Regions from separate parts of the Gossypium hirsutum genome. Here region 1 is linked to region 2. A link is a contact called in public Hi-C data. All regions are on one chromosome and are shown on one strand. The core of a region is the stretch at or near the end of the contact, and the rest is flanking DNA. Distances in the headings are between cores, read along the strand shown.

Evidence for each region. Hi-C and Micro-C count contacts between places; a contact is called where the count stands out from the background.
Region 1: a contact with region 2 is called in a Hi-C map of leaf, with 2.4 times the contacts expected there. The contact joins the promoter of LOC107923977 here to the promoter of LOC107941715 in region 2. A contact is called at or near these places in 11 of 34 Hi-C or Micro-C datasets (callus, hypocotyl, leaf and 1 more).

Annotation. Positions count from the first base shown.
Region 1 is chrA11:20,104,777-20,111,990 of Gossypium_hirsutum_v2.1, forward strand. LOC107923977 reads right to left here and starts at 3,435. Exons shown (of 3, transcript XM_016854203.2): 1 at 2,982-3,435; 2 at 2,287-2,310; 3 at 924-1,509. The coding sequence starts at 3,174. The coding sequence ends at 1,163. It overlaps LOC107923976 (fatty acid hydroperoxide lyase, chloroplastic), which reads left to right. Exons shown (of 4, transcript XR_005904912.1): 2 at 1-593; 3 at 1,065-1,260; 4 at 2,096-2,137.
Region 2 is chrA11:19,813,315-19,819,900 of Gossypium_hirsutum_v2.1, forward strand. LOC107941715 (serine/threonine protein phosphatase 2A 59 kDa regulatory subunit B' gamma isoform) reads left to right here and starts at 1,609. Exons shown (of 2, transcript XM_016875298.2): 1 at 1,609-3,258; 2 at 4,651-5,470. The coding sequence starts at 2,017. The coding sequence ends at 5,055. It overlaps LOC107941716, which reads right to left. Exons shown (of 6, transcript XM_041081311.1): 4 at 6,183-6,269; 5 at 5,980-6,091; 6 at 5,231-5,846. The coding sequence ends at 5,984.

The DNA of each region.
Region 1 (7,214 bases), core at 2,185-4,684, 290 kb after region 2:
AAAGAAGTAGTTCAGCGCGGTGAACAGGAGTTCGGTCTTTCCGCATCCGACTCCATCAACAACTTGATATTCACTCTTGGGTTTAATGCCTTCGGTGGTTTCTCCCTCTTTTTACCCACATTGATCGGCACCATAGCCAGTGATAAAACTGGATTACAAGCTAGGTTAAGTGACGAAGTGAAACAAATATGTGGGTCGTCCTCATCTGGTTTGAGTTTTGACTCGTTGAAAGGCATGGAGCTGGTGAACTCAGTTGTTTATGAGACATTGCGTATGAACCCACCGGTTCAACTTCAGTACGCACGAGCTAGGAAGGATTTTCAACTCGCTTCTCATGACTCGGCTTTTGACATAAAAAAAGGTGAGTTGCTTTGTGGGTATCAGCCTATGGCCATGAGGGACAGTAATGTTTTTGATGAACCAGAGAGTTTTAAACCGGACCGGTTCGTGGGGAAAGGGAAAGAATTACTGAATTACTTGTTCTGGTCGAATGGGCCGCAGACCGGATCACCGACTGAGTCTAACAAGCAATGTGCAGCAAAGGATTTTGTGACAATGTCAGCTTCATTAATTGTAACTCGCATGTTTCAAAGGTATGATTCAATCAGTGGGGATTCTAGTAAAATAACAGCTGTTGAGAAGGCAAATTGATGATAAATTTGATAGGAGCAGAGAATATATACTATATTTTCTCTGAACAAATGTTCCTTTCTTCAAATATATTGGAATGAATAATGATTAATTTGCATCTTCAACTCTAGTGAAATCCATAAAGAAAAAAATTGATAGAATGAAGCATGAGTTATTGATGAGAAATTATGATAAAGAGTAGTTTTGGAGTGAATTAGTTTATGTTAGAAATCAATCATATTTTACTAGATATGGTAATCAGTATATCCCTTTGACACATTTAGATGTTCATATCATGCTGTATTTTAATCGTTTTTCTTATATATCGTATCCAAGATTATCAAATATAATGTTTACTACAATGTTAAATTAGACTGCCTATAATATTAACTCTGAAATTCATGATGACTATAAAATTCCGCTTCGCGGTCCAGAATTGACAGAACATGTCGCAGAGCACTGAACAGTGGAAAAGAAAAGAAGGAACGAAATACGTTTTCTACTAATTTTCTTCCTATCCATGGTGGATGGTTTAGACAAACTGGAGGTTACCTTGTGTCTGCGCATTAGATTTGGCGACCTTTTCTCTCCACCCTTTCTGACGAGCTCTTATTTCCCACATTGCTGTCAATTTCATTTGAGCCGACAGTGCTTCTTCAGCTTTCTCCCTTGCTTCTTCGCAGGTCTCCATACCCGAATTGCATTTGTCTGCTTCCTTTTGATACTGTGATGCTAACTTCTTAGCCTCGAGTAATGCCATGTCTGCACGTTGCTGATTTTCCAAAGCTTCGGCTTCTCTTAGCTTCAGTTCTTCTGTCAAAAGTTCTGCAAAGTGATTTTCTGTATTCTCATTTACCACTGGATCATGCTTTGCACAATCTGCAAAATATTCACATTCAACCTTCAAGGAACCAGCCATATCAAAACATAAATAAAACTCAAAATCACCAATATCACCCTGAAATGAAATCATTTGCTAAATGAAGGCAGTGGTTTTTGTTAATGCAATATAGAGGGTTATTACATTTAATGTTACATTCACATCCAAATTACTCTCGGATAAAAAAATACCACAACATTAATTATCAAGCAATCCCAACCAAAGCAGTTCATCCTGCATACCAAAGCCAGAGTTACTACTTTATCTTATGTAAGTGTTATTTCACAATATCAGTCATTTGCAATCAATCTTAAAAACATGGCTCGGTTATGCAATTGTTAGACAGCGTCTAGGTAAAAAAAAAATTGTTACATTAGCAATCAATCATTATTGAAGAGAAAACAAAAGTGAAAATCATGTGATTAGCAATCAAATATTGTTACATCAGCTATCAATCATTATTGACAGGGGTGGCTTAGGGAAATCACGTGATTAGAGAGTATAACGGCACAAAAACAGAAGGATAAGAAAAACTATTAAATATATTTCTCATATTGCATCATATAAGGCATAACATCTGTTAAAATAAAGTTGACACCTAAATGAAAGCGATAGCAGCAACAATGGTGAAAAAAACTCAACAGAGAGGGTCGGTCATGCTAAAATTAGAGGTGATCTAAAAGGCATAGAAAAACAAATGTAAAATTTCTTTGTATTAAGTTAGTCCCATATTCCAATAAACACATCCATCCATGACAAAGAAACAGGAAACTGACCTGTAAAGGAAGCATTGCTCTGTCCTGCATAAATTAAAGATAGAACCATAAAATTAGCTTAATTTTGCTGGGCAAAATTGCCAAAGAGCAAATAATTAACATTTCCAAATACCCGATTGCCATCTTTAATAAAAATGGAAACTTGGAACTTTGCAGGGCAAGTAGCATAGAGAATGCTAATACAAAGCAACAAATTAACATAATAGAAAGAAAGGCTAACAACAGCATTCATAAAACAGGCATGAGTTTCAACTTTCAATAATTAGCTTCATAACTACCAAGTAAAACCCCATAGCCAAGGATATGGAGTTCTATTAATTGACAACAGAAACAACATTGATAAAAATTCTAAGTGAAAATATTATGCCTTGGAAAAAATTCGCACGAAGAATAAAAGCTTCCTAGAATTAACAAAAGAATAATGGGTTATCATAATATTCCAAAACTCATCTATTGTAAATTAAAATTAGGCAGTAACTAATTGAAAATTCGATGAACAAAAAAAAGAGGGGAAATCATAGGATCTCCACTCTCCAAGTGTAAATAAATTGGGCAGGAAGCGCATAAAGCACTCATTTCAAATTACAGTTTACTACTACAACATGATTTTGAGGTTTGTGAAACTGATCAAATCCAATATATATGAAATGGAAACAAGAAAGGAGGAGATGAGATCGAGCCAGATCTGGGAATACCTTCAGGGATTGTGAGAAGAGGCTGAGAAGAGCAATCGCAAAGGCAAGGTGGGCAAGTGTTGGAAGTGTGGCTGACGGCTACTAATCCTTCCATGAAATGCCAATACAGAGGAGGACCCACTATGTAGCCGAATAAACAGAGTCCCAATAGACACAACCCCACCTTCAACGCCGCCGTCTGGTTCACTGCCATCTCTTCTATCTCAGAGTCTAACTGGAAACCAAATCGAGACTGAAGCAATTGGATGCAGTAGTCGGCAAAATGTCAAATTCTAACCATGCATTTTGTTTTTATTTAACGGTTCTTCGACAGTCGAAAATTTGCGGGTGGGTTCGTCAATCTTTCATCGACATGAGTGTGTAGGAGTGGGAATGCGAAGGGGAAGGGGAAGGAAGTAGGAAACTGTTATTGGAACAAAAAATCTATTGTCGACAATGTCAAACTTTGGGCCGCGTACCAACTTTAGCAAACCAAAATTTAAAACAATTACAATTAGCAAATTACTTTAGGTAAATTCTGTTATTAGTCCTTCTACTTTATAAAACTATAAATTTAGTCTGTATACTTTAATTTCATCAATTTTAGTCTCTATACTTTTAAAATTTTGAATTTTAATCCTAAATCAAATGGTAATAGTTAATTCCATTTGGTTAACTTTAATTATTAGTCTTGTACTATGCGTACAGTTGTAGATTTAGTCTATATTCTCCAATTGAAATCATTCCAAGTTCTTATACTTTTTGAATTTTAAAATTTGAATATTGACACAAATGATAATAGTTAATTTATTTAGCCTACGGGTACAGTTGCGGCGGTGGTCGGTGAACGGAGCCTGGCTGAACCTTTAGGCTTGCAGAGAGAATAAAGGGGGGAAGGGAGTTTTTTTTTTTGAAAGAAGGTTGCAAGTGTTTTTTTTTAAAGATTTTGGCCTTATTTAGGCCCCCCAAAACGACGTTGTTTTGGACTGGCCTCAAATGCCTAAAACAATGTCGCTTTGCCCTTGACCCGTCTGACGCGACCCGCTCCAACCTAGGATCTGCGTGTTTTTAATTGGAAGGGCTAATTGCGCATTTAGCCCTTCCGCTTTTTATAGCTTTGTAATTAAAACTTTCGTTATTTTTAATTTGGCCCTATGATTTATTTCAATTGCATTTTGGTCCTCTCTAATGCTGTGCGTTTTGGAGGAGAAGGGATTATTACCCTTTTGGTCCCTCCTTGTTATTCGTGCATGCAAATTGGTCCTTTAACCTTATTTTTATTTCGGATTAGCCCTAAAACTCTATTTTAAGTTCAATTTAATCTTTTTTTCGTTATTTTTTTCTATTTTATTTTTTAAATTAATTAATTATTATTATTTTATTATCTTCTAATTTTTTATTATTAGTACTATTTCATAATTATTATATATTACTATTACATTCATTTTTTATATTCTTTTTATTAATATTATTTCCACTATTATTATTATTTTTTATACTATAATTATATTTACTTTTATGGTTACCATTATTTTTATTATTATTTCTTTATATCTTTGTCATTATTATTATTATTATTATTATTATTATTATTATTATAATACTTTCTTTTTTTTACTTACTATATTTGTCTTATTATCATATTAATTATTTTTGCAATATTATTACTGCTATTATTCTATATATATATTTATAATAAGTTTTTCATTTCATGTATAGCATTTTAGAATTATATTATTTTGTATATTACTTCTAAACAGTTTTATATATTATTTTATCTTGAATGGATACTAGTTTTTCGCTTTGCCCTTGACCTGTCTGACCCGTTTGACCCGACCTGCTCCAACCTAGGATCCGCGCGTTTTTAATTGGAAGGGCTAATTGCGCATTTAGCCCTTCTGCTTTTTATAGCTTTGTAATTAAAACTTTCGTTATTTTTTATTTGGCCCTATGATTTATTTCGATTGCATTTTGGTCCTCTCTAATGCTGTGCGTTTTGGAGGAGAAGGGATTATTACCCTTTTGGTCCCTCCTTGTTATTCGTGCATGCAAATTGGTCCTTTAACCTTATTTTTATTTCGGATTAGCCCTAAAACTCTATTTTAAGTTCGATTTAATCTTTTTCGTTATTTTTTTCTATTTTATTTTTTAAATTAATTAATTATTATTATTTTATTATCTTCTAATTTTTTATTATTAGTACTATTTCATAATTATTATATATTACTATTACATTCATTTTTTTATATTCTTTTTATTAATATTATTACCACTATTATTATTATTATTTTATACTATAATTATATTTACTTTTATGGTTATCATTATTTTTATTATTATTTCTTTATATCTTTGTCATTATTAGCTTATTATTATTATTATTATCATACTTTCTTTTTTTTTTTACTTACTATATTTGTTTTATTATCATATTAATTATTTTTGCAATATTATTACTGCTATTATTCTCTCTCTCTATATATATATTTATAATAAGTTTTTCATTTCATGTATAGCATTTTAGAATTATATTATTTTGTATATTACTTCTAAAAAGTTTTATATATTATTTTATCTTGAATGGATACTAGTTTTTTTTTTAAAAAAATATTTCATATACTTTAGATGGCTTTTATAATATCTGTTTTAAATTCTTTTTATGAATTATTTGCTTAGAATTGTTTCATATTTTATTCTAGATTTTCTTACTACTTATTTCATTTTTATATCAATATGGATATTGGGATAACATGTTACGTGATTATTGCTATTATGTGTATTCTAATTCTTTTTTGTATTTATTTGTTATCTGTGATTCGTTATTATAGCATTTTGTTTATGAATTATTATTTAGCGTTGTACATTATTATTTCATCGCATTTTATTTGCTTAAAAGGTCGTGTTTTAATATCGTTTAAAATTTAAAATCCTTTTATTCCAAAATTTTCAAAATAAGGCAATACTCGGTATTTGGCATCATCGAGAAGATTCTGCCCTAACTTACTGGGTTCCAATTTTTCTTATCGAATCTAAGTAATCAAGTACCCTTTCTTAAATCAAAACAAATAAGTTTCAAATAAAAGCTTATTCTCGGGAATTCGAGATGTTGTGTCCTAACTTATTGGATATGACACTTTGTTTTTCCGAGGTAAGGATTTCTAAAAATAAAGGCTGTAACGCCCCCTTACCGAAACCGTCACCGGAGTTGAGCATGAGACATTACTAAACTTATTTTAGCATTTAAACGAGTTCAAACAATTCTCGTAGTAAACTGTCCATCTGCGTCATAGTCTCTAAAAAAATCATATCTCGAGTTACGAAACTCTAAACCTAATTCCGTAAATTTTTCCTAAAACTAGACTCATATATCTACTTACTAATTTTTTTCTAGAATTTTTGGTTGGGTAAATTAGTACAGTTTATTAGTTAAAGTCTCCCATGTTTCAGGGTTTGGCTACTCTAACCCCTGTGCACTACGAATCAAATTTCTTCCTGTAAAGAGATCCAATGACTATGCTGCTTGTTTCACTTAAAAATAAACTCAATAAGGAATCTATACATATAAAGTGTGAGTTATAATTATTTTTACACAATTTATGGTGAATTTCTAAAGTTAGAACAAGGGATCCAGAAATCGCTCTGACCCTGTTTCACCAAAACGTAAATATCTCATAAAATAAAACTCTTTTACTTATTTTGTTTCTTCCACATGAAAATAGATTCATTAAGATTCAATTCCATATTTTATTCATCATCCAATTCTATTTCTACTATTTTTAGTGTTTTTTCAAACTCACGTCACTGCTGCTGTGTGATTCTGTTTTATAACCAATTTCACCATTTTATGGATTTTCATAGATTAGTTAGCACATAAAGCATACGTGTTATCAAATATAGTCTTGATTAGCCACTCCAATAGCTAATCATTCTCAAACATTTCCATGCCATCCATGAGCTATATCATAAGATTATATACACAAAAGGATTATAATGCTATACATGCCATATTCCCAAAATATGCAAGCCACCATACCGAGATGGTCTGTTGATAGTGTGAGCGTGCCTCTGACCGTCCTGATCTCCAAACCGGCTTGTCAAAAATACAAGGAACGGAAGGGAGGGAGTAAGCATAAATGCTTAGTAAGTTCACATGCAAATAACAAATAACTTAACAAAGCAATTATACCAACCAACATTAGCATAATATCACCAAAACATATATCACATTTCTATTCATCATTCATCGTCTTACTA
Region 2 (6,586 bases), core at 359-2,858:
TTAGATTATATGTTGTTATAAAGAATTAATTTAATAAAGGATGTAATTATAACTATGGATGTTGTTATAGAGGTTGAAAATAAAACATAAAAAATGAGTTTTTTTAGAAATTTGATTATTATAACAAAATATTGTTATAGCAGGTGGTTATAAAGAAAGTCGATTGTACCAACTTTATTATGTGCATTGTAAAATTTGATACATTTCTTAAATAATTTCAAAATATCATAAAATGCATCTATATTCAGTATATAAAAAACGTAAATTTTATTATATTTTATAAATAGATAAGAAAATTCTAATGTGTTTTCTTTGATTGGTTAATGTTTTTAGTATAATAAATTTGAAATTCACATGAGTTGTAATTAATATTATCACGAGTAAAAAAAAATGTAACTATTATTATCAATGAAAAACACACTAAAATATGGACCTCTATTTTTAAGTGATTTTATTAGAAGAGATAGTCATAGATATTAAGAGATGAAAAATATGGAAAAAAAAAACCACAAAAATTTAGCAAGAAAATAAAAATAATACAACTGCCTTTAATTTAATTGTCTCTTCAAAGAAGAATTACTAAAGCAAAACATAGTTTGAAATTGAACCGAAACGACCATACTTGAATCACATCAACTTGCAAGCCACACTTTTGTACTAGTGATTGCCACCCACGGATGAAGACGTAGAGGGGGGAATTTTTCCCCTTCCCCTTCTGCTTCCGCATCTCCCATCTCCTTAAAACCATATTACTCACATCCGAATCGGCTCAATCACCAATGCTTCTATACCCTCCTTCCCGCCTTCTTTCAGCACCTCCTTTTCTTCGTCCGTAAGAAACTCCGCTCGGACTTGATTCATGGGTATGGAGAGACGACCATGGTGCTCCGTCAAATCGATTTTTTACAATGATTTTTGTATGACCAATTGATCATCGCTTCTCCCAAGCCTTTGGTCATCTCTTTCACCCTTTCGGGCAAGCAAGGTTGAAGGGCCGAACTACTACTACTACTACTACTACCACTACCCTTGTTGTGCTGCTCTGTATTGTCAGGCTTATTTGCCCTACTAGTTTCATCTGGTGACTTAGAGCTACGTCATTTCTTCTTCCCCCATTCTAGTGTTCCCAATGTCATCTCCGCTAAGTGATGTAAGTCAGACCAAACTTCCTCTTTTTCCTTGCCCTTTGAATCATTTGAATTCATCTTTTCTTGCTTCTTTTAAGAAATTTGAAGGTTTTCTTTGATAAGTTATATTATTAAATAGTGAAAGGAACCAAGTTATATCATATGAGTGAGTTGTCATGACCGTAGGAATTACTGTTTTTTTTTTTTTTTTTTTGAAGTTGGAAATTAAGTTTTCCTATGCGTACATTGTTTTGGAGATTAATTTTGAAGTTAATTCAGAAATTTGAAGCAGTATCAATTCATCCCAGTAGGACAAAACTTTATAAATATATTTTGTACATATATACTAGTATCATATTATGGACCAATGGATGATCTGGAAACACCAAAATGAAAGGATTTTTCTCGAACACATTTTTAAAAAAAAAATAAAAAAGCTTTTGAGTCTGAAATTTGAATAAAAAATTAAAATTTGTGTGAATTGACTGGCGTGGCCCATGAGTACTGTCCAAAAGGACCAAAACCCTCCATTTCCTCTTCTCTTTTTCTTTCACAGAGACGAAGGATTTTATTTTATTTATTTGGTATCACTAGATATTATTTACTTATTTTATTCGAACTGGGTTTATTTAATCAGGGACTGTTTTTAGGGGCTTTAACCCATTCCTTCCTTTCAGTAAGATTTCACCTTCATTTTAATTTATGAAAAGAAACGCATTCCATTCTGAATATTGTTTTTGTTTTCTTTAAATGCAATTCTTCAGTTCTCAGTGCTTGAATCCAAAATTATGTGTAAAAGAAATTTGTATACCATGTGGTCTTTCAAGTTGGAATCTTTCGTAACTGTGGATTAGGGCTAGGGCTATTTAGGGTTTTTCTTTCTGTAGATATGATGAAGCAGATATTCGGAAAGCTACCGCGAAAACCATCGAAATCATCCCAACATGAACCCAACGGTGATGCACTCAATGGTAATTCCTTTTTCAACTCTTCTCTTGGACCCAATTCTTTAAACAGCTCTAAACCTGGTTCCGCTTTTAAATTCTCAAATTCAGGTTCACGTTTGAACGGTGGGACTGTTAATTCTCATTCATCCAGTTCGGCCAACTCAAATCAAGGGAAGAAAACTGACCCTCTTGCAAGCCAAGCAGGTCTTATGTTAGTTTCAGGGATTTATGAGGCTTTGCCTGGTTTCCGGGATGTTCCCAGCACGGAAAAGCAGAGTCTTTTCCTTAAGAAGTTGAATATGTGTTGTGTGGTTTTTGATTTTGGTGATCCAACTAAGAACCTTCGGGAGAAGGACATAAAGAAGCAGACTCTGTTGGAGCTTGTTGATTATATTTCCTCAGTTACATCCAAGTTCAATGAGTTGGCGGTGCAAGAGATGACTAGAATGGTTGCTGCTAATCTCTTTAGAACATTTCCATCTCCGAATCACGATAACAAACTTCTAGAAATGTATGATTTGGAAGATGAGGAACCGGCCATGGATCCTGCTTGGCCTCATCTTCAGATTGTGTATGAACTTTTACTTAGATTTGTGGTCTCACCAGAGACCGATGCCAAGCTTGCTAAGAGATACATGGATCATTCATTTGTGTTGAAATTGTTGGATTTGTTTGATTCGGATGACCATAGAGAGAGGGATTATCTGAAGACAATTCTACATCGAATTTATGGGAAGTTCATGGTGCATCGACCATTTATTAGGAAAGCCATCAACAATATTTTCTACAGGTTTATTTTTGAGACAGAGAAGCACAATGGTATAGCTGAGTTGCTTGAAATCTTGGGAAGTATAATAAATGGGTTTGCCTTGCCTTTGAAGGAAGAGCACAAGCTCTTCTTGGTACGAGCCCTGATTCCTCTTCACAAGCCCAAGTGTGCATCCACGTACCATCAGCAGCTTTCTTATTGCATTACTCAGTTTGTTGAGAAAGACTACAAACTGGCTGATACTGTCATCCGAGGCCTACTAAAGTATTGGCCTGTCATTAATAGTTCAAAGGAGGTCATGTTTGTGGGAGAGTTGGAAGAAGTTCTAGAAGCTACTCAGGCAGCAGAATTCCAACGCTGCCAGGTTCCTCTTTTCCGTCAGATTGGCCGCTGCCTCAATAGCTCTCATTTTCAGGTACTGTCTAGATTATCATTGTTACTCCCTCTATTGACTTTTTCTGTAAGCTTCTTGCCTTCTTTTGTTGACTACTGTATGCCTGTATCACATACTTCATCACTACACATTCTTTTACAGCGATTGGAGCCTCTTACTGTTTTTTTATTCTCCATTGTTGCTGTTAGAGATTTTCCACGCCTTTCCATCCTGAACAATTCCTACTGGTCAATGTCCATCTTTAATATATATGTTTGTTAAACCCTAAGCCCCTGTACTATTTTAAGAATCTGGTCGGGGAAAAGAGTTAGAATTGTAGAACAAGCTACAAGAAATTTTCGGCATAAATAGTAGAACATAGGATATTTTGCTGAGATAAGGATGTATTATTTTTTAGATTGATCTAAGCTGATCTTATTTTCTCGGTTAAGGGAAGGATTTATTGAATCTGGCAGTGACTGGGAAGCCACTCATACCTCACTAGGCTAGTTAACTGATGATTTTCCTTGAATAGTTTGAAAGCTACTGCTCTTTTGTTCCCCTTTATTTCTGCTCAATGCTTGCACCCGCCCAGCAGCATCTTCTTGGGGAAATATTATTTTGATGGCATTTATGGATTGAAGCATGTTGGGGAGTGTGTTGTTGTATGGTGTGGACATTATCATAGTTTTACATTTGAGGCATAAGTTATCTATATTACTTTGGCTAGCATGCTTAATTTCTTGGGAGTGAGATTTATTTGATCCTTGAAGACAGCATTGTCGTGTGGACTATGAGTATCATGTTCATGAAAAATGCGTATCTGCTCAGCTTCAACGTTACTGTTTATCCTTGAGAAAAGAATTCAATATATCTTTTCTACCAGTAGTTGATGATGTTTATAGTCAAGAGAATTGTAATGGTTTTGCTGGGAAGGAGATGGCAATTTAATCCTGGTAGTGAGTTGCATGTTCATCGTTCCAAAAGGTTGATCCTGTTCTAATTGCCCTAAATGAAATAAAAATACATTCAAGTGGCCTCTCATTCCACAGCAATCAAAAAGCACTTTTGAACTGTCAAGAATAGGGCATTCTTAGTTGAGAGTAATGTAATGTTGCTATGCTGGTGGATTTGAGTTCATAACCCTAGTTTCATTCTTGCAATACCTAGAAAAGGAGATGATTCAATTTGATCACTACAGGACAGGTTAACCCTACACTTTTTCGGTAATGGCCACACCTGTTGTTGTAAGTGGTTCATTTTATGTTGGCTTCAAAGGGAAAACAAAAGGAGAATAGTTATTCACTGTGGAAATTACATGATTTTAGTCATTAGTTGCCTGGTATCTAGTTTGAGACAAGTAGAGCTTTGTGCTCTCAACTTTTCTATGTTGTAGGAGTATGATTTGGAAAATGTTCTTTTTGTTTATGGCAGGTAGCGGAACGGGCTTTATTTTTGTGGAACAATGATCACATAAGAAATCTTATCATCCAGAACCGCTCAGTAATACTCCCTATAATCTTCCCTGCACTGGAGAGAAATACCAATGGTCATTGGAACCTGGCAGTCCAGAGCTTTACACTAAATGTCAGGAAGATATTCACGGATGTTGATCATGTGCTTTTTGACGAGTGTTTGTCCAGATTCCAAGAAGATGAATTGAAGGAAAAAGAGATGCAGGAAAGGCGGGAACTAACCTGGAAGCATTTGGAAGATGTAGCTTCATCTACTACCGCAGCAAGCAATGAGGCTGTACTGGTTTCTAGATTTGTCTCTTCCATTGCCATTGCCACTGCTACTGCCACCAGCCCAACCCCAAAGGCAATGGTGGGCAGTTGAGAGATACAATGAAAGCAACTGTTAAGAAATCAGATCATATCCACCATAGTGAAATGATCCATGGTGTAACCTGAATGGTGCACCATGGGAATCCTGCAATTTTTAACAGCGAGTCTCTACTTACTGAATCATCTGTGGATATTAAGGTCGTTGCTTTAACTTTAATTCTGAATCATTCTTTTCTCTATCTTCTATACCTTCTTCCTTATCCGTGGCCTAGGAACATGTGTATCATATCATAAGGGTTTAGTTTTTATGGACAGTTCGTTGTATTTACAATCAGATACTATTTATACTGTACTATTCTTTGTAAGGATATATATATTTTGACACAAATGTATTATACGACATGTATAATAGCGAGAAAAATATAAATACACTTGTCCAGTGTAGAAAGGAAAAGCACTTTCATTCACTGGTGCTTTTCGTTTTAACTATTGCCAGGTCCATGAGTATATGCTTATCCCTCCAAGATAAAAGGAGCGGCATGGATCTAGGTTTAGATTACGTGCTTTGAATAGTGCGTTTGACAGGGATGGAGGCATGTGGACTAATGGAGTCTCAACTTTGTGCTCTTGGAACTATCAGCTTTCCAGCTCTACTAATTCATCTTAAAACATCATATGATTAAACCATATGATGTATTCACTCCAAGTTCCGCTAGAAATGGGTTTCAATGCCCCCCAAGGTAAAGCTCGTGTTTTTGCATGTTTGTAATGAAAAGCCACCAAATAACCATCATTCTTTCATGTAGCAATCTGACCATATATTAGACACCGATATTTCATGAGCTTCAGCAAATGAAACAAAAAAATCATTTAGGATGCGATTTGCACATTAATAGAGGAAAAGTTGCAGGAAAATGTTTCCGGGCTTTTTATTTTATTCGATGAACCTGTAGATGCCAAATTTTCGTTCACTTACAAAGTCAATTGTTGGTTTTTGCTCCTAAAGTTTTAGAAAGCTCCTTTATGATGGGATTATCTTTAATAGCTTCCTCCCTTTCCAGGTGCCATTTCTTTGATGTGTTTTCGGCCTGAAAAATTATAAAGTCCGAGTTTAGTGCAATCATAGTTGGGACTTGTAAAATACAGGAGCAAAATAGTGTTGAATTTTTATCAACATACCCAAGTTCTTAGAGGAACAAGCTGTTCCCTAATCATGTCAAATTTAGGCTGAACCAGGTCTTTTCGTTTTGTTCTGACATCATCACTCTGCCAAAAGCAGAAGATAACAAAAATAAAAAGAAAAAAAACATTTCTCTGTATCAGTGCATTTCCTAACTAAATACACATGGGAAAGACTAGCATACTCAAATGGAACATGTCACGGAGAATATGGATACTCAAAAGCATGAAATAACATTGAATTACAGTTCCATCATTGTGTTAAATTAGCCCCTGATTTGGTTTGGAAGCAACTTATTTATGCTGAAATGTTACTTTGACACGCATGTCATCAGACTAACACATAATGGCATCACACTGATGAGGGAAATTGCATTAGTGCTGAAGACGTGTCAATTAGCATG